Regions from separate parts of the Mus musculus genome. Here all the other regions are linked to region 1. Evidence: chromatin contacts called from public promoter capture Hi-C data. All regions are on one chromosome and are shown on one strand. The core of a region is the stretch at or near the end of the contact, and the rest is flanking DNA. Distances in the headings are between cores, read along the strand shown.

What was found. Promoter capture Hi-C pulls out the DNA fragments that hold promoters and counts their contacts. Capture Hi-C pulls out chosen DNA fragments and counts their contacts.
Region 2: a contact with region 1 is called in a promoter capture Hi-C map of liver, with 2.4 times the contacts expected there. The contact joins the promoter of Ass1 here to the promoter of Crat in region 1. A contact is called at or near these places in 2 of 39 promoter capture datasets (both in liver), 2 of 484 Hi-C or Micro-C datasets (B cells and liver) and 1 of 9 other capture datasets (liver).
Region 3: a promoter capture Hi-C map of adipose tissue shows a contact between it and region 1, with 3 times the contacts expected there. The contact joins the promoter of Ptges2 here to the promoter of Crat in region 1. A contact is called at or near these places in 1 of 39 promoter capture datasets (liver) and 2 of 9 other capture datasets (adipose tissue and liver).
Region 4: a promoter capture Hi-C map of liver shows a contact between it and region 1, with 3 times the contacts expected there. The contact joins the promoter of Aif1l here to the promoter of Crat in region 1. A contact is called at or near these places in 1 of 39 promoter capture datasets (liver) and 1 of 115 datasets of contacts at active chromatin or transcription factors (astrocytes).

What each region holds. Positions count from the first base shown.
Region 1 is chr2:30,413,154-30,417,809 of GRCm38.p6, forward strand. It overlaps Crat (carnitine acetyltransferase), which reads right to left and starts at 2,595. Exons shown (of 14, transcript NM_007760.3): 1 at 2,159-2,595; 2 at 1-93. The coding sequence starts at 2,185. It overlaps Ptpa (protein phosphatase 2 protein activator), which reads left to right and starts at 2,897. Exons shown (of 10, transcript NM_138748.5): 1 at 2,897-3,179. The coding sequence starts at 3,149.
Region 2 is chr2:31,466,131-31,471,519 of GRCm38.p6, forward strand. Ass1 (argininosuccinate synthetase 1) reads left to right here and starts at 4,140. Exons shown (of 16, transcript NM_007494.3): 1 at 4,140-4,209.
Region 3 is chr2:32,394,086-32,398,702 of GRCm38.p6, forward strand. It overlaps Ptges2 (prostaglandin E synthase 2), which reads left to right and starts at 1,805. Exons shown (of 7, transcript NM_133783.2): 1 at 1,805-2,465; 2 at 3,453-3,650. The coding sequence starts at 2,190.
Region 4 is chr2:31,947,020-31,951,879 of GRCm38.p6, forward strand. Aif1l (allograft inflammatory factor 1-like) reads left to right here and starts at 3,284. Exons shown (of 6, transcript NM_145144.1): 1 at 3,284-3,362; 2 at 3,510-3,571. The coding sequence starts at 3,332. Lamc3 (laminin gamma 3) reads left to right here. Exons shown (of 28, transcript NM_011836.4): 28 at 1-2,064.

The DNA of each region.
Region 1 (4,656 bases), core at 1,345-3,844:
CACAGGCAGCCTTGGCAGTGCATCTTGGTGGGCCTTGAAGCGACCAGAAACCTTCATCAAGGAGGAGGGCTTGAGGAGGCCCAGGGGTTTTACCTGTGGGATGCAGAACAGCCTACTCATTCTCTCAGACTGAAGCACAGCTCTTTCTAAACTACACTCCTAGGCCTTATATGCCATCCCCTGGAGGCAAAGACAGCTTCATGGGTGGGGCCTGCCCTAGATGCCCAGCCCTCAAGGTACAGGAGTACCGTCTCTCAGGGGCCTATATATGCAGGAAGGCTAGGAAAGGGTGGGGGTGTAGATGAGTCACATTATTGGGGTGGCAGAGGTAAGGGGACCTCCCACCTGTCAGGACGCACGAGAGAGATGGCAGCTGACTCTTTAAGCGAAGCCCCCCCATGTCTCACCCCCCCCCCCCCCGCTTCCAGCTTAAGAAATCGGAGAGAACTGGAAATGGGTAAGCTGGTGACAGCACCTCTGGGGGAGGCTTCAGCCTCTGTGCTTTCTCTCCACTGTGGGGCGGTGGTGAGGGGCGTGGGTAGTGCTGCAGCAAGAGCGCTGAGTGGCCTGGCATGGAGGATGAGAGGTGGCAGAGAGAGGCAGGAAGAGGGAGTCCCGGAGACTCTGGAGGTGGCAGAAAGCAAGACAGGAAGGGCCCAGGCTGCTGGCACAGTGGCAGGCAAGCGGCAGTAGCGCCATTCCATACCTTCTCTCTCTGCTGCTCGTCCTCCATGGCAGGACTGAGGATGTGAGCCCTGTCTGTCTGCCTGGGCTGGACCTCTAAGCCTAACTGTGCTACCAATTGGATGAGCAGAAACTAGCAAGAGCGGCCACCTGCCTGGACTGGAAAGAGAAGACAAGACTCACAATTCAGGCGTGAAGGGTGGTGAGGCAGTAGCCACTGGCGTGGTAGCATCTAAGGCTGGAGCAGTGGTAGCTGTGGGGCTGCAGATGCCGCTCTGCCTCTCGCTAGCCTCCAGAAGAGGAGGAGTAAGGCAGGTAAGTGGGCTGGAAGTAGGTACTGAGGTAAGAGGAGACTGGGAGCTCTCTCCTGTCTTCTTTAGATGGGCCCAGTGCCAGGGAGGCAAGCCAAGAGAGGTATTAAAAAATCCACCTGTCAAAATCTTCATAGATCTTTTTGATGTGGGAAAACTTGGCTGGAGGGTGGAAACAGGCTGGCCGCTAACCTGTGGCCCTGAAATCAGCCCTGCTTGGGAATGGTGCAAGACAGGAGATGCCAGGGAAGGGCCACTAGTGGACAACCAACGATTGCCACACACCTGCCCAGCTGTTTCCCTTCCAGACCTCAGGGCCTTGGTGGCCACCCCTCTTTTGGTGGTTTGTTTGTTTTTTCTAAATGAGTTCTGGATCATCCAGGTTGGGATCAATAGTGGGGGAAATACACTTTTGTGCTTCTGCTGTGAGTAATAAGCCAAAAGACCCCATTTGGGCTCAGTTTATTAGCACAACCATGGGATTTGATTGTCTCCTTGTTTCAGTCTCCCTAGCATTAAAATGCTTATGCAGTAAGGTGGTCCCAGAGGGTGACGGAAGGCGGGACGACTTGGAGGAGGGTCTCAGGTGCTGCCAGGACTCTTAGTAGAATCTCAGTCTTAGCTGCCAACCCAGTGTCTGACAGGGCAGTCCAGTTCACAGCTGGATAGACAGCCTGAATCAGAGAGGACAGGAGCTCACCATTAGGATAGCTGCTTTAGATAAGGATGGTGAGGGGCAGCCTGCCACCTCCTGCCTCCTCCTGCCTGTTTGGGGGATTTTCAGTACTAGTCTCCACCTGAGGTTCTCTTAGCAATATGCAATGGGGAGGGTGGGCATCTGATGAACTCAAGGAGACTGGGTAGGCTTGGAGAAGTGGCTCTAGTCGGGCAGAAGCATAGCCTAGGGCTGAGCTCTCTAACCAGTAGCCCCGACAGGTGTCTGAGTCCGAATAACTGGGAGCATTAGGGAGGAGTGGAGTGGAAAGGTACAAAAGACTTGAACCTAGGTTTCTCAGTCTTCTTCTGGGATCGAACCCACCCCTTACCTGGTCTCCTTTATCCACCTTGCAGATCGCACCCTACCAGCCGGTCTGGGGTTTTCTTGACCGTTGCTGGAGGCCCGCCCGTCTTGTCCCGTCCATGGCCCTGCTGGGCGAACTCACCACGGTTCTGGCAGCAAAGGCTAACATCGTCCCAGTCTGTTTGCGGACACTTGGTCCGCTCCGCCCCTCGCGCTGGGTAAAGACTGCGCCACTGCTGGGGTGCTGGGGTCAGTGGGTTCGCGGCTCCGGTTCTAGGTTCAAGGTCGCCGAGTCACTGCCGCTAGCCAGTAGAGGCGGCCCCGCGGCCACCGGGCCCGGCGGGCTGCCGGTGGGGCAGGACTCACGGGGCGGAGCTTTGGTGGCTCGCAGTCCCCGGCCGCTCGCCCCGATCTCGGGGTGGGCCCAAGCCGGGGAGTGGCCGCAGAGGGCGGGGCTTGCGGAGACGGACCTCTAGCTCAGCTGTTAGCAGCCCGGCGCTGGGCTCCCGTCACGGGGTCACAACGGTAGGCGCTGTCCCGCTCGTGCTCTCCGCCTCCGAAAGCCACCTTAGCTGTCGAGGCGGTCACGTGCGTTCAAGTCTGACTGGTGTCCTTGAACGTCACTCTAGGAATGGCAGGAGAACACAACTGTTGACTGGGGACTGTCTCAGATTGCTTGGGTGGAGGCATGCACAAAGAAGATGACAGGTGGCCTTGCTCCGCAAGAATACTGCTGCCATACCTATTCCCTCCATCACCCCTCACCAAAACAAACAAACAAACAAACAAACAAGCAAACAGAACCCGACGCCCCGCACAAACATGGCTGCCAGCGCCGCAGTTGGCTTGCAGGCGGCAGCCGTTAGTGCGCATGCTCCTCGGCGCCCCGCACCAAGATGGCCGCTGCCTCGGTCGGCGCGGCCGCCGCGAGACGGCCGTTGGTGGGCATGCTCCCTGAGTGCCTCGCACCGGCATGGCTGCCGCCTTCGCGCGAGTGACTGTAATTCTCGGCTTCCGGTCCTAGCCAGTCAGCGCTCATTTCCCTGCTGGAAGCTTGGCGGAGCCGGGGAGAGCTGCGGGGTGAACATTGAGAGGGACCGGCGAGCATCCGCTCCGGCTCCTCACGGAGAAGATGGCCGAGGGCGAGCGGCAGCCGCCGCCAGGTAGGGCGGTTGGAGGGCCCGGGCGTGCGGGTGGGAAAGGGGTGTGGCTCGGGGGGTCTCCCGAGTCTGAGGAGCTCTGGGGACGGAGGAGGCAGGGCTGACGGCCTGGGCTGCAGGCGGGTGGCGGTGAGGGCGACCCGGCCAGGGCGGGCGGGCAGAGCGCGGTCAGGGGAAAGGCTCTGGACCTGGGGGCAGAGTTGCCTGGGGTCGGGGCGAGAGGGATCCAGGAGGCTGCGTTCTTTATGAGACTCCGCTCGGGTGGACCTGGGCCTCGCTCGGACGCCAGGCTCCTTCATGCATGTCCTGCCCACCCTGCATGTCTTCCCTCCCTCCGTCCCTCCTTCCGTCCTGCAGGCTTGGCTCTGGGGGTTTCAGTATCTGCAGAGTTAATTGAGAGAAACTGCCCACGGTGTCTAAACCACTAATTTTAAGAGGCTGTTTGTACAAAATGAGAGGGTTGGTGGCATCGTCGTCTGTAACTTTTATTTACACTGTGGCCTCGTTGTGGTCCATCTCAAGTAACTAGGGCAGAGACAGAGGCCAGATGCTCCAGTAGAGACCCCCTTTCCTGGAGGAGGAGAAAGCAGTTTGCTGACTCCGTGTAGTTAAGAAGGACTGGAAAATTCTTACAGAGTGGCTAGGTTGGCTAAACTCAGCTCGTACTTTGATAGTGTTTGATGTACCTTCCACCACACTTCCTTTTTTGTGGTCCCAAAGAAAGTCTCAGGAGGAAGAAAATTTGAAAATCAAAAGAAGCACCATTTTTGTGGCGCCCCCCCCCTAAATATATGAACACGTGGAATTCAAAACCAGACATTTATTTTAAGTTATACAAAATCTCTATGAATGTGTCGTTTTTGTTTGTTTTGTTTTTGTTTTTCGAGACAGGGTTTCTCTGTGAAGCTCTGGCTGTCCTGGAACTCACTCTGTAGACCAGGCTGGCCTCGAACTCAGAAATCCACCTGCCTCTGCCTCCCATGTGCTGGGAGTGCGCCACCACTGCCTGGCCTTATGGATGTGTCTTAATCGACTTTAGTGTTGACATCAAGACATAGATAGTAGCTAGCACTCGGGAGGCAGAGGCAGGTGGATTTCTGAGTTTGAGGCCAGCCTGGTCTACAGAGTGAGTTCCAGGACAGCCAGGGCTATACAGAGAAACCCTGTCTCCACAAAAAAAAAAAAAAAAAGAGTAGCTATCAGGCAGGCAGACTCCTTTTGAAATGAGTGTCTCTGAAGATGAATAGGGAAGGGACATTGGGGACCAGAACCTATGTACTAGAGGGAAAAAACAAACAACCAAACAACCTTAGGAAGGTTGTGGACATTTTTGAGTTACACAGACTATATGGCAAGTCACCATATGTGTCCTTTAGTAGACGGAAATTGAGCCACCCGGGGCTCAGTAAGAGTGCCTGCTGCCAAGTCTGGCAGCCTAAGTTCCATCCTGGGAACCCACGCGTGGGAGAATGGAACTGAC
Region 2 (5,389 bases), core at 2,890-5,389, 1.1 Mb after region 1:
CCAGTGATAGAGGAGGCCTCCCACTGAGAGAGGAGGCCTCCCACTGAGAGAGGAGGACTCCCACTGAGAGAGGAGGACTCCCACTGAGAGAGGAGGCCTCCCACTGAGAGAGGAGGCCTCCCACTGAGAGAGGAGGCCTCCCACTGAGAGAGGAGGACTCCCACTGAGAGAGGAGACTAGCTAGTGATAGTGGAGGATGCCCAGTGAGAGAGGAGGACTCACAGTGATAGAGGAGGACATGTGACACTCTCTTCTGGACTCTGCAGGAGGATCCACAATATATTGTACATATATTCACGGAGACATATACTCATGTGAGTGTATGTGTATATGTGTGTGTGTGTTTTTTTGTGTATTACTCATAAGTCCTAGGCTAGGCCCAAATTCACTGTATAACTTAGGTGGATCTTGAACTCCTGATCCTCCTACCCCCACCTCCCAAGGACCGAGTTTACAAGTATGAGCCACCATGAGTGGCTTGTGTGGTGCTGGGGACTGAATCCAGGGTTCCATGCATGCTAGTTGATCACTGTGCCTGAGCTACATCCTCAGGCCTGTAGCTGAAGGTATTTTATAAAACCCACCTTGTTCACTTTGGGGTCTTGCTACCTAGACAGCATTTCTTTGTCTTTTGAAACGGGGTTTCACAGTGTTGCCCTGCCCGTGCTCAAACTCAATTTTATCTGGTCTCCGTTTCCCAGGAAATGGGGACCACAGACCTATGCCACCAAACCCATCTTAGCCCACATGTTTAAAATATCATTGCCCAGAAGTCCATGTTCAACACAGGGAGCTTCCCGACTCTCAGGAGTGTCTACTTCAAGGCCTGAGCTCAGGTGGTAGTGCACTTGGCCGGGATGCACGAAGCCGTGAGTTCAATCCCCAGCACTGGCGAATGGACAAATAAATTAATGAAGTGTAGCTGGGTGATGCAGGTTGTAACTTCAACACTCAGAGGCAAAGGCAACAGAACCATGCAAATCCGAGTCCAGCCTGGGCTACGTGGAGAGTGCTAGGTTAGCCCAGAACTGTGTAATAGATCCCATTTCAACCCCATCCGCCAAGAGTATATACATTGTTGTTTCTTGGACACATCTCTAGTTTAAACTAGAGGCCTAAACTCCCCCATAGGGAAGACCACATCAGGATGTCAACTCCCACAGACTGAACCAACACATTTCATACATTTCTTGTTGCTTACACTGTAACAATTAATATTTTAAAAAATATTTTTAGGCTTTTTTTGTGTTAAGGAAAATTAAGAAGTTACAAAGAGATATAGAAACCCATCATATTCATGGACTGGAAAATGCAGTCTTGTCTGCTCGCCTAAGATGATATGTAGATTTATCTATATAGATTTGCAGGGAAGAGGGGTTTAGCCTTGGGTTTGGTTGTCAGGACCACATGCAAAGCACAACAGGTAGGGAACAGGAAGCTGGCCTCAAACTCACAAGGTAACCAAGGATGCCCTTGAACCTGATGCTCCTGCCTCTACCTCTCAAGTGTTGGGATTACAGGAGTGAACCACCCAGCTAGTCACATGATGCTAGTGATGGAGCAGGGAGCTTTGTGCATGCTGGGTAAGCTCTCTCCCAACTGAGCCCCAGCCCAGCCCAGCCCAGCCCAGCCCAGCCCAGCCCAGCCCAGCCCAGCCCAGCCCAGCCCCAGGAGACTTTTTACAGACTCTGACAGGCTGTTTCTGTTATTTTATGGAAATGCCAAGGACATGAACAAGTTAGCCAAACGGTCATTTCCTAAATTTCAAGACTCACTGTAAAGCTACTAGAATCAAGACATCGTAGAAGCAGCATGGTAAGAGATAAATAACATGACAGAACACAGGCGCAAGAAACAGACCCACACTAACACAGTCCTTTAGAGCAGTCGTAGGGGCAGTGATGAGTCACCAACTCCCCGTTTCTTTTATTTGTCCCTTAGGGGTTCACATGTGTCCCTGGTGCCCATGTGGGTGTCAAAGGACAACTTAAAGAAATGGGTTGGTCCTTAGCCTTGGTAACAAGGGCCTTCACCTGTTGAGCCATCTTGCTGGCCCATCCAAGACCTTTAAGAAGGGTGTGTGTGACCTGTTCTGGTTTGTACTTTCTGGAAGCTTCTGACCTCCTTATAGAGGAAGGGCCAGGGGACAAACTGGTTATGCAGGGAAATGAGAATGGAAATTGGAGCAAGAAAAGTCCTGTGGTCTGAGTAAACCAAAGATGTGGAGAGTGCGGGGGAGGTGAGGCTGCTCAGAAGCCAAGAGTTCAAGGCCAGCCTGGTCTACATAGCTCTTCTAGGCTAGCCAGGGATATATAGGAAAGTTGTTCTGTTTTGCTTTTTTAAATCGCTAACCTAGATTCTTAAGGAGCCCTGACCTTGTCGTAGGAAGGGGGAAAGGTGAAGTCAAAGGTCATGGTGACTCATTTCCAGGGGCAAACCCTCTTGGGTCATGTTCCACCCAATCCAGAAGTAGTTTGCAGAGTGAGGATGGGTGGGACTCAGTGTCCACCGTGAAGGTGGAGGAATGCAGAGAACATAGCTGGTCCAGGAGTCAGCTGGGCCCCTGCACTTCACCTCCACCTCTGGGGGCTCATAAGTCAACTGCTGGCAGTACTGGCCCCTCTATCCCCCTGCCTATGTGTCAGTCCTCTGGGCTGGAGTCATTTCTGTAGTAGGGGGTAAAGGTTCCCCCTGTTCGTGATTCCTGCCTGAACCAGTTCAGTTCAAACCTGAGTTAGAGCAGAGGCTTTTGGGCTTCGGGGCCCAAATTCTGCTATGCTCTGGGCATGCTGTGTGGCCTTGGGAAAGATGCACCCTCTCTCTGTGCATATATTTCATAAAGGTAAGATGGAAAGCTTCTGGGCCAGCCCTAAGAAGCCGAGTCAGCAAATGGGGACCAATGGCCTCAAAGTGGCTCAAAAGTTGCTGGCATGTTCTTTTCATTGACCTCACTAGTCTCCTGTCTGTGAGGAAGGTCCAGAGCTGGTCCAGTGACGCCCGAAGGTCAGCTGTTCTAGTGTCACTTAGCAGAGAGATGCCTCAGGCTGTCCCCTGGACGTCCGTCCCCACCTGGCTCTCTGGAGTTTCTAACCAGCATGGGCTACGTTTAGCTTGGAGGACAGGGCCAGGAGCACAAAAGAATCCTGCAGCTAAAGTTTGTAAATGTGTCTGGCACCTTCTCCCTCCTAGAAGCCCCCACAGCTGCTGTTTCTGACCTTGAACAAAAATCAGGAGACCGAGTAAGGGGCTTGGCTGGACCCCAGAGGGCACCCAGAGTCTCAGGGCAAGGCAGTAGTAAGGAAAGCTGGGTAAAACATGGGCATGGAGCCGTCTGAGGCTTGGAATCTAGGCCTGCCTGGGGGATATGATCTTGCCGTAATCCTGGGTGTTGAGGTTCACTGGGGCAGGGGCTGTCCTGTGTGTTGCAGGGCTCAGGCCAGGCTGGGAAGCCTCTGGCACGGCTTTCTGGCTCATGTGGGCCACAACCCCCGGGTTCACTTTACAAGCCAGCAGCTTCACCTCTGTGAACCTCAACCTTCCCCATCTTCTGATGGCTCAGCAGACAGCCAGGCTTTGATTCACCATTTACTGGGAGCCCACGGCGATCTGGGCAGGTGCCAGGCCAGGACGTTAAAATGGCATCCCCAGCCATCCTTGGCCAACTCGTTTGCATTTTCTTGTGAACCCTTAGCTCTGGCTTGTGGGCTAGCATCAGGGAAAGCAAGAGCCTCTGAGGGGCAGATGCTTCAGTCTTTAAATCGAGTGGGGCTACACAGCCTCTGAACCTAAGCAATTTGCATCTTCACTCCCGCCTTGCAGCGCTTTCAAGGGTTCTTGCAAGACAGCTGCGATCAGCCTTGCTAGTCACGCGGGTTCCAACCTCTGCCGCCCTCCCAGGCGCCACCAGCGGGTCAGGATCAGGGGACCTAAATTGCAAGAGCCCACGCCCGTGCGCCCCCGGGAGGTGGTGCGGGCGCCAAGGGAAGAGGGAGGGGCCAGCGGGAGAGAGCGCGGGGCCACGCCCACCCGCAGGTGGCCTCGAGCCCTGAGAGGCTCGGAGCGGGGGCCGGGCCCGAGGGCGGGGCCTTTCTCGCGCCCGTCCCCACGTGTCCCAGGTTCCTGCCCCCCCCAGGCCCTGTGCTTATAACCCTGGATGCGCGCCTCTCTCAGCCCTGCTCCGCCGTCTGCCACTGCCGCCTGGGCTCACTGGTAAGAAGTTCCGGGCCCTTCTTGGTCCCCACTCTCTATCCAGGGTCTCATGACCAAGGAATCCCAGAGGGAGCGAGCAGCTGCAGGGGGTGGGCTCAGGGCAGCCCCCGAGTGACCGCGCAGTTAGTGGAAGGAAGGAGGCTGATGTCCGGGGCGCTGTGACGCACACGTTCCTCCTGCCTAGGGAACCCATGTAGGAGAACGGGTCCCAAGGTCTCCGGAGCAGGAGGACTATGGAGGTCCCCCTCTGGTTTTTCACGATCCTCTGTGTGCTGCGAAGGCTCCAAGTAGAGTCCCGGAGAGTCCAGAGGGTTGGGGGCTTCCGAATCCCTCTCCCTGGATCAGATTCGCCGATCTATGTTCAGGCTTGTTTCTCAAAGTAAGCAAAAGGTCCAGCCCCTCTTTGCCCTTAGGGGCTTGGGCGTGTGCCTTTCTCCTGAGTGTGACAGTACCCTGCTCTGGTGGACACGCGAACCCTGCCTACCCGTCCCGGGTCCTTCCTAGGCTGTGACTGGTTTCTCTTCTCCGTAGGGTGCAATGCCAGGCTCAGTCTGGGTGGGGCTTCTAGACAGGTTTCCTGCTAGCTGGCTGGCTCTTTGGGAGGAGCCCCTTCGCAGGAAATGTCTGTTTCTGGCTTGTTAACGGCTTGGGCCCTTCTCTGGAAGGCAGGCTAACCGAGAAATCGAGGGAAATCTTCTCCAGGAGAACTAACCGCGCTCTCAGTATTCCCCTCTGTGAAGTGGGTCTGTCAGGCTGTCTGCAAGTGCAGCTGGCAGGAGCAGACCTGCCCTTTCCCCAGGGGTAGAGTAGGAAAACCCTTCCTTTGATCCCTCGCTTTGCGGCTCCTCCACCTGGCAGGTGACCCCTGACGTCAGCCTCCCAGCTCCAGGGCTGCCAGCCTTGTGCCTGGACTCAGAACTCTTGCTGTCCAAGAGTTCAAGTTCAGTGAGCTGTTTTGAGAACTGTGGCCAGGGTCTGCCCACTTGCTCACTGGGTCTGGGATGAAGACCTGAAAAGACAGGGTCCCGTCCCCCCCCCCCCCCCGCAACCCTCCCCAGCCACCTACTCCCCCACTCCTCCACCCCCTCCCCCGCCCCAGACAAGGCTTTCAGAAGGAAGAAGACAGTGGAGAAACCTAAGAGCTGGGCTGGGCAGAGACTGGAATAGCCTCCATTTCAAA
Region 3 (4,617 bases), core at 555-3,054, 2.0 Mb after region 1:
TCTCTGTACCTCACAGAGCCTCATTATCATACCTCATTTGCATGTCTCACATCTGATTGGTTATACTCTCAAAGCCTCATTATCATGCCTGGGCCAGGCAGTGTCTTTGCAAAAAACTTTACTGCATATGTACACCTTGGTTGTTTGTCCAAACTTATGCGTGGTGGCCAGCAGTAGTCAGTGCCACTCTGCAACGGCACATGTGGCTTCCCACACCTTATCTTTTAAAAAAAAAGAGAGAGAGAGAAAAGGCAAGGTGCTTGCTGTTCCTTACAGCTCTGGAGGGTCAGAGTTCGAGATGGAGACACCAACGGCCAGTTCCTCACAGTTGACACCCCGAAGGACGCCTACATTTCAGAAGACAGACAAGGGCAGACAGTCTGGTTTGTAACAGTGTACCCATTCCATTCTCTCTCTCTCTCTCTCTTTTTTTCTTCTTCTTTTTTTGAGACAGGGTTTCTCTGTTTACCCCTGGCTGTTCTGGAACTCACTCTGTAGACCAAGCTGGCCTCGAACTCAGAAATCCACCTGTCTCTGCCTCCCAAGTGCTGGGATTAAGGGCGTGCACCACCATGCCTGGCACCCATTCCATTCTTTTTTTTTTTTTTTTTTTTTTTTTCGAGACAGGGTTTCTCTATATAGCTCTGGCTGTCCTGGAACTCACTTTGTAGACCAGGCTGGCCTCGAACTCAGAAATCTGCCTGCCTCTGCCTCCCAAGTGCTGGGATTAAAGGCGTGTGCCACCACGCCCGGCACCCATTCCATTCTTGCAAACTGATCTAATCATTTCCTAAATGACTCAATTATTATTATGATCACTCCACTCCTTAGTTTCAGTTTATAGATTTTGAGGGCCACAGATATCCTAATGTGGTTACATTGGGGATAGTTTTCCCTGGCCACGAGGGAAAACCGTCCTTATTTGCTGGGTCCTTGGTTGAAGCACACTAGGATCAGAAGTCATAGGGAGACAGGAGACGTAGGTGAGGAGGGGAGGTGAACTTATCAGAAACCGAGAAGTGTGACAGGCAGTGGGGCCTCTCAGCCCAGGCTGCAGCGCCACCTTTCTGAAGTTTTGTTCAGTTTGGGGGCTTCAACAGCCTCATTTTCCCCAACAGTATAATAAGATTGGTAGGTACTGTTCTCTAGTACAGGTTTCAGGCATTTGTTCCAGGATGCCGTTCTGGCTAGCCCCAGGACTGTTCCGGGACAACTCCTGCCCTACTTAGAAGGCTGTGTTTGAGCTGGAATCCTCCGTGCCTTTTAAGCCCATTTTTCTCTTCCCAGCTAGGTTTTCACAGAAAAATACGTTGGGGCCACCTAGCCTTTTTCGCTCTCCTAGGCCTGCATGCGCAGGTTCCAGATGCGTCTGGGTATTGTGGGCTCTGGCGCTGCCAGGCCCGGGAGAAAGCGAAGGCGGTGGATCGTACCCAGATCAGACTCTGGAACAGCCATTCCCCTACAACTCCATACCCGCTCGCCAAGGAACCCCACCTCTCCCTCTCGATTCCACGCCCACTATAAGGCCCCGCCCTCTTTCGGCTTCGGGGCGGGGTCAAGTCAGGGCTGTCCGCGGAGAAGCCTAGGCAGTGGAGGTCGGGCGCTCCGTTAAGACAAGTAAATTCGCAAAGGCCTGGGGTGTCCTGGGAACCTTCGCTCATTCCCATTCAGGCCTGAGAGGTCTTCGGGCTGCCAAGCCGGCCACTTAGCGTGGGCCATTTCCGCGACACGTGGTTTCCAAGGCCCCCCGCTGGATTTGAGAAAAGTTTATGGTTCGCATCATAGCAGCAGAGTACAGCATTGCGGGAGGGCAGAGAGAGTCTGAGACAATGCAGCCACCCACTGGAGACCGCGTCGGACCTTTTCTGGGGAGTGAATGGGTCGGAAGACCAATGTTCTCCCTGCCATCGTAGATGCACGATGTGGAAACGCCCGACCACGAGTTACAGGTCATCATTGTACCCTCAGAAGACAGCGACGCCAAGCCACTTCCTAAGCCCCTGGGGTGTGCTTCTGCCTCTCAGACAGGCATGCGCTCTCAGATCCCTCAAGGACTCTGGTCCTACTTGGCGTCATCGTTACCCTAGGCAACACGCAGGCCCGGTACTGTCCCTTTAAGGAATCCTAGAGCCGCCCTGGTTGGGCCATTTTGGTTTTGCGCGCTCGCCCGCAGCGCCGGCAGAGCGAACATGGCCCAGGCGGCGCGCCTTTCGTGGGTGCTTGTCTCTAGCCGGTGCGCCCTGACTGAGGGGCTGCTCACACGACCCTGGCAGCCGCTCTCGGCACAGAGCCGGGCTGGCTTCACCAGGGTGGCTGCCGGAAGCCGGGGCGCCGCGGTCCGCAAGGGGAGCCCGCGGTTGCTGGGGGCGGCGGCGCTGGCCCTGGGCGGCGCGCTGGGGCTGTACCACACCGTGCGGTGGCACCAGCGTTCCCAGGACCTCCGCGCGGAGCGCTCGGCTGCGCAGGTAAGACTTGGCTGGCACGGACTGCTGACGGGGAGCCGGGATTAGCCCCGAACTGCTGAGAAGCCGCAGGGTCAGGAGAGGCCTCTTTCGCCCGCTTGTGACCTTGGGCGAGTGTCTTGGCCTTAAGAGTGCGAGGAGGGTGGTGCTATCGCCCACGACTTAGAGCTGTATGTATCGCATGCCATGGTCTGTATTGTGATTTAGGGGCGTGTGTGTGGCACCGGGAGTAATCTTTATGGAACGAGTGACCCTGACTTCAGACTCAGAACTGGAGGCGTGCTCCAGCCCACCGTGGCTCGGCAGCCCTGTAGACCTTTCATGAGTTGCAGTCTTTAGCCCTTCTCCGCCCTGCCTCCCATGCTCCTTTCCTGCACCCAGGAACTGGAACTGGCGCGGAGTCCCTGCGGTTCACTGCTCTCTTCTCTGCCCAACCGATTTCCATCTGAAGACTGAGGGGAGGGGGGCTGCAATTGTAGCAAGCTCACCTGAAGGCTTCCCTGCAGAGGAGCTAAATGCAGCCTCCTCCCTCTTCGTTTGGAGATCTGAGGTAGATCTCACTTCTGGCCAGTGCTGCCTGGCCAGTTGGTCAGCTCTGCCAGTTACTCAGAAAGAGTTGGAGAAGTTAGGGGTAAGGGGTGGGAGTGGAGGAGACCTTAAGGACTATTAAGCTGGAGGAAGACACACCCTAGGACTGTCTTCTGTCCCCTTTGGGACAGGAGAAAGATGAACTCGCTCGAAGGGGCGCAGGGACCCCCCCCCCCCCCCACACACACACAGTGTTAGAGCCTCCTGGCCCTGCGGTATACTTGTTGGGCACTTGCAGGTAGGCTGTCTGTCACTCTCTGAGCCCCTTGCCCACCTTTCCTCACTCTCTTTTCAGGGTCACCTTAGAGGACTTCCTGAAGAAAGGTTTGCCTGAGGCGGGTGTGGAGCAAGAGTTCTGGGACCCCAGGTGTTACAAGCCCCATTGTTTTTCTCTTCCCCCAGCTGCCCCTGTCGAACAGCCTGCAGCTGACCCTGTACCAGTACAAGACATGTCCCTTCTGCAGCAAAGTCCGTGCCTTCCTCGACTTCCACTCCCTGCCCTATCAGGTGGTGGAGGTGAATCCCGTGAGAAGGACTGAGATCAAATTCTCCTCCTACAGGAAAGTGCCCATCTTGGTGGCCCAGGAAGGAGACAGCTTGGTGAGCTTTGGGGATCTCATGCCTCCTTTCTGTCCCCAGTGATCTAGGAGTCACCCTAAATCTGATCTTGCTTTATACTCTAATAGAACTTGTGATTCCTGGGTTTCCACGGTGAGCAGGGAGAAGAGCTGGGTGGAAAATGGTTCAGAAGTGTGGGGTGGGCGGTGCAAGCCTGCAGTCCGTTGTTCTGGTAACCCTTGAGTCTGATGCTAGTCTGGGCAGCATGGCAGGTTTCAGGCACAGCAACAACTCTAAAATACATTTAGTGCCTTTTCCTTCCCTGTTGGCTGAGTCTTGGGGATGCACTGAAGATGAACAAACTGTGTTTGTAGTTGGGGTCTGAGGTGTGGCTCGGCCACTCAGTAGCTGTCTAAATACAGATTTTTATTGCCGTGATGAAATGCCATGACCAAAAGCAAGTTGGAGAGGAAAGGGTTTAGCTTACACTTCCAATTCAAAAGCATTGAGGGCAGAAATTCATGCAGGGTAGGAACCCAGAGGCAGGAACTGCTGCAGAGGCCACGGAGGAGTGCTGCTTTCTGGCTTGCTCCCTGTGGCTTGCCCAGCCTGCTTTCTTATAGAACCCAGGACCCCAGCCCAGGGATGGCACCACCCACAATGGGCTGGGCCCGCCTCCATCAATCTCTAACTAAGAAAATGACTACAGCCTGATCTTCCGGAGTCTTTTTCTCAGCTGAAGTTCCCTCCTTTCAGATAACTGTGGCGTGTGTCAGTTGACAGGAGGCTAGCCGGCATACCAGTCCTGTGCTGTTTTTACCTCTCTGGGCTGCTGTTCTGTTTTGTTTTGGATAGAGTCTTGTTATGTTGCCTAAGGTGGCCTAGAACTCAGAATCCTCGTGTCTCTTGCGTGCTGGGGTTATGTGTGAGCATACGCTGCCATGCTCAGTGTTGGGTTTGTTTGTACATTTGCTTTGGTTTTTTTGAGACAGAGGCTCATTGTGTGCTC
Region 4 (4,860 bases), core at 2,034-4,533, 1.5 Mb after region 1:
TCGGTCATTGCAAACTTAGATTAGAGCAGATTGTAAAGCATCCTCTATTTTATTAAGGCGTTAGGCCACAAGGCCAAAATGATTACCAGATTAGCTTCAATGGGACAGTGGAAGTCGCTGGGAGGGTGATTTGGACTTCTGGGCTAGGAGAGGCTGCCAGGCTTTAGAGAAACCTAAGCCTGGGGCTGCTGAGATGGGTAGCTTTTCCCTCCTGCCTTCTTCCTTGGCCTCAGCTTGGCTCTTTTCCGTTTGCTTAGGCCTTGCCTCTACAAATTAGCTTTCCTTGTCTTTCTTGTACATAATGGTTGATGATATTGCACCCTTCCTCCATCCTCTACAAAGCCCTGGGCATGCATATCATCAGCTCATTATTTTTATTTTTTTATTCATTTTTTTTTCAAGACAGGGTTTCTCTGTGTAGCCCTGGCTGTCCTGGAACTCTCTCTGTGGACCAGGCTGGCCTCGAACTTGGAGATCTGCCTGCCTCTGCCTCCCAAGTGCTGGGATTAAAGGTGTGAACTACCATTGCTCAGCTATTATTTTTATTTTGAGATTCTGTTCATTTTTGTTTTATATGTATGTGTGCTTTGCCTGCGTGCATATCTGGGAACCACATGCATGCTTCAGGTCCTCTGGAACTGGAGTTACAGATAGCTGATAGCTGCCATGTGAGTGATGGAAGCCAAACCCAGGTGAACAAACAGACACTTCTCTTCTTCTTCTTCTTCTTCTTCTTCTTCTTCTTCTTCTTCTTCTTCTTCTTCTTCTTCTTCTTCTTCTTCTTCTTCTTCTTCTTCTTCTTCTTCTTCTTCTTCTTCTTTTTTGTTCTTCCGAGACAGGGTTTCTCTGTGTAGCCCTGGCTGTCTTGGAACTCACTCTGTAGACCAGGCTGGCCTTGAACTCAGAAATCCGCCTGCCTCTGCCTCCCAAGTGCCGGGATTAAAGGCATGCGCCACCACTGTTCAGCAAGCAGACACTTCTTTTAACTGCTGATCCACCACTCCAGCCCCACATCAAATGTTGAGTGGTCAAGTCCCCTGCTTGGCCAAAATACCAGGGACTTTGTGTCCAAGGCTTTGTGGTGAGACATGCCATATATGTACAGGCAAAGTGTTCTGAGGAGAGGAGCATCCCTCCAGAGAGAACCTTGAGGTCAAGGTGAGGCTGAGGATGGTGTGGCTGCCATTTTATGTTGAGTGGGACTGATATGGTAGGTTGCCAGGGTTGGGGTAGAAAGACGGAAGACGGGATTGGGTAATTAGGATCTGGTGTGTGATATAAAGGACATGGGAGCTCTAAAGTCAAAATCTGGGGCAGGATCCGGCACTTCTCTGGCCTTAACCCAGTTTCTCCACTGATGGATGGCCAACCTCTACCCACTTGAGCCATGATGTACAGCAAAGCGTGGTCCCAGCATCTCTAGTGGGCGGAGACCAGGCTTCCTAGGAAACAAGTCTCAGGCCTGCCAAGTGACTCATGCGGTATGGTCATGCCTGGTGTATGCAGAGCCACTCAGAAGGTCCAGAGGTGGGGCTGCACATGACGGAGGGGAATGCTAGCAGCAGCTGAACATCTGTCTAACTCAGCAGCCAGCTGAGCAGTAGAACTTGGGATGGCCCCTGTCCTATCCCACTGAACAGCCAGGAACAGCTGTGGAGCAGTCTTCTCTGAGGAGAAAACATTCCTTCCGGTAGGGGGGCTCCTCAGGCAGAGAGGTAAACAGCCCAAAACAAGAGCTTCAAGAGCTCCCTGAAACTGAGCGGATTCCCCAGGCCCCTTCCTGCCGGCCTCAGCAGAACCCAGCTGCAAGAAGACTCTTAGACAAGTAGAGTTGCCTGCTGGTTAGACTAACTGATGCCCCGGGAAAGGAGACTCTCCATCCAACCTGTCACACTGTCTGTAGACCATGCGGCGGGCTCCAGGTTCCCAGTTTTGTGAGCTGTCATCCATGCTAGGGGGTGGACTTTGGCAACACAGCTGTCTGTGAGTCATTTCTGTTTCTGTAAGTTAACTCTTCACCCATATTCTTGTAAATAACCCTAATAAAGCTTACTGGGTCACCAAGCTGGACTTGGGTGATATCTGTAATTGGATCTCTCGTGGGTTCCTAAACTGGGGTGAGTAAACGTGTGTGTTGTATCTCCTCAGGAAAAGTTGGTCACACAACAACAGCTAACCCAGCTAGCTGGGACCATGGGCAGCCTGTGACCAGAGCAATAGGGCCCTGTTCTGAGTCCAGTTCCTGCCCGAGCTTTCAGAGGGAACACGACCATGCAGGCTTTGAACTCCCAAGCCCTTGTGGGCCTACCTTCTACAGTGCAGTCCCTGCTCCTGTTTCTCCTATTCTGCTGCTTAGGGAGCTTGTGTCAAGTGCCCAGCTTCAGATGAATGAATGAATGCATAGTGGGAGGAACCTAAGAGCAGGAGCCCTGCCTCGCAAGCATCTTTCCTCCCATTAGCCCCATAGCATTCTATCTGGACCACTGGACTCCCCTGTGTGAGCTTGGCTACCCGTCCCCACAGTCAGCTGGTCCCAGGATCCCAATCTAAGGAGTGTAGACTTGAAATAAGTCAGGGGAACAGGGATTCCTGGATCCCATGGTTAGGGCAATCCTGATCTGTGCCTGTGTCCACAATGTAACAATGGAGGGAGACCCTGTCTCTAGAAAGGGTCTCTAGTCTGTTCAGGTTGGACACTGGAATTCATGATCTCTTTCTTTACAAGTTCCTAGTTCTTGCATGCCCACCCTGGCTTCTCCTCAAGTCACAGGCTGCTTCTTTACCACCCTAGAGGACTCGTGTCCCAGCTTCAGCTTCCAGACTTTTCTATCTAGTAGGCATACCGGTACTACTTTGTAGTTAGGGGAAATGACACACAAAGACCAAGTGTCAGGTACACCGTATTTGCACCAACACACGTATTTATCTAAAATATCGGTGTTATCGTGGCACTGCCGGGCAAAGGTGACAGTGAGGTGACAGCCTCTATTGGCACTTGATCTTCACAACCAGCTCTGCAAAGTTCTTAGTGAGATGTGATATTGTCTCTTCTGGTGATGGGGAAAGAGGGCGTTCCCATCTTGCATTTTCCGCGTCCTCCAGCAGAGGGGCGGCGGCGGGCTAAGCGTCCGGCTAAACAGCGGGCTTTGATGCCCCGGGTGCGCGCGGCAGCGGGGAGGGGGGCAGGAGGCGGGCCGCCGGAGGGGCGGGGTGTGTCCGGCCGCGAGGTCCCTCCGCCCCTGGGTCCCGTCGCCACACGCTGCCGAAGGTCTGGACCAGACGACTTTTCCTCCCTGTTGTCCCTGGCCTTGTCCGGAGTCGGGCTCATACCATGTCGGTCGCACTCAGCAACAGGTTCCAAGGTAGGCGCCTGCTGTCCCCGCGCTATCCCGCGCCGGACGTCCCTGGGTCGCCACCTGTGTGCGCTGTGCGGCGCGCGCGGGAACTCGGAGGGGGCGCGTGGCCCGGTTGGTACCCTAGCTTCCCCGCCGACTCTTTGTCTCCCGCAGGAGGGAAGGCGTTCGGTTTGCTCAAAGCCCGGCAGGAGAAGAGGCTCGAGGAGATCAATCGGGTAAGCCGCGTCACTGTGTGGGACAGCGTGTGGGTCCCATGTGCCGCACTGTGCCACCCCTTCCCCCCAGACAAAATCAGCCCCTTCCTCCCCTACCCCTGGCCTTCTGCAATTGCATCCCTGGCCCCTGCTGTGTGGCCTCCAACTCCAGGTAAGTCCATTCCACCCCTTAGTTCTCTGCCTGGCGTCTCCAGTTGCAAGTTGTAACTCTCGACCAGGGAGGTGGGGCGGGTGAGGGAGCCGGCTGGGGACCACCTAAGGGGTTTGGCGCCAGGAGAGACCCCAGGGCCAGTGCTGTCTCCATAGACCCGCAGAACTTAACACTAGGAGCTGGCTAATGCTGGCATTTCCTTGTTGCCTCCCACCTCCAACTCTAACACACAGCTCTTTGCACCAGCTTTTAGAAAAGTTGCCCAAGGGACTGTTTTTTTCTTCTATGCTGGTCCTGGTCCTGGGGAAGTTCTAGAAAGAAATCCTTCCGCTGCTGCCAGAGACACAATAGCAGCTCCGTACGTTTGCTACTGAGCGTGTAGATCCCAGGAGATAAGAAACGGTGTCAGGGCCTCCTGGATTGGCAAAGCACAGAGGTGGCACAGCCTGAGGCTTTAGGGTTCCCAGGATCTGTGTTCAGATGTGACTGGTGTCTCAGTAAGAGCTTCTCGCTTCCTGCAGGGTCACTTTGTGGGCTCAGGAAAGTAAGGAGCCTACATCTTCTGGGGTCCAGCGCTAGGGAGACAGCCCGCGAAGTTAGTTTCTCTCTCTCTCTCTCTCTCTCTCTCTCTCTCTCTCTCTCTCTCTCTCTCTTTCTCTCTCTCTCTTTTCCTCTACAGTGGAGACTGAACTTAAGATTTTCTCCATGCTAGACACTCTACCCTAGAGTTATTAGTACATTGGGGCTGAGGTATGCCAATTGATATAAGGGGAGGCATTTCTTCTTATTTGCCCCTTTGGTCCCTGGACACCCAGAGTGACAAACTCCAGGCCCCTGTCGAGGAGCTAGCTGGTAGGGTTAGCACACTAGAGGTAACTGGAGGTCGTTGGAGATGCCAGGGCTGTGGTCCTGTTGAAGTGTTTCGACCTAATTCCTTTATTTCCATGGACTGTCTAGACCCAGATAGGTGTCTCTTCCCGTCCACCAGCTCCAGGAGTCCCTGTAGGGCTCTGGGGCCTCTTACTAGGACCCTTCCCTTTTCCCTTGGGGCTTGTCATAGAGCATGGTCTTGGGGGACCCGTGTGCATATAGCTGGGCTCAGATCCCAGGCCTGATGGACTTCTCCAAGACGCCTCAG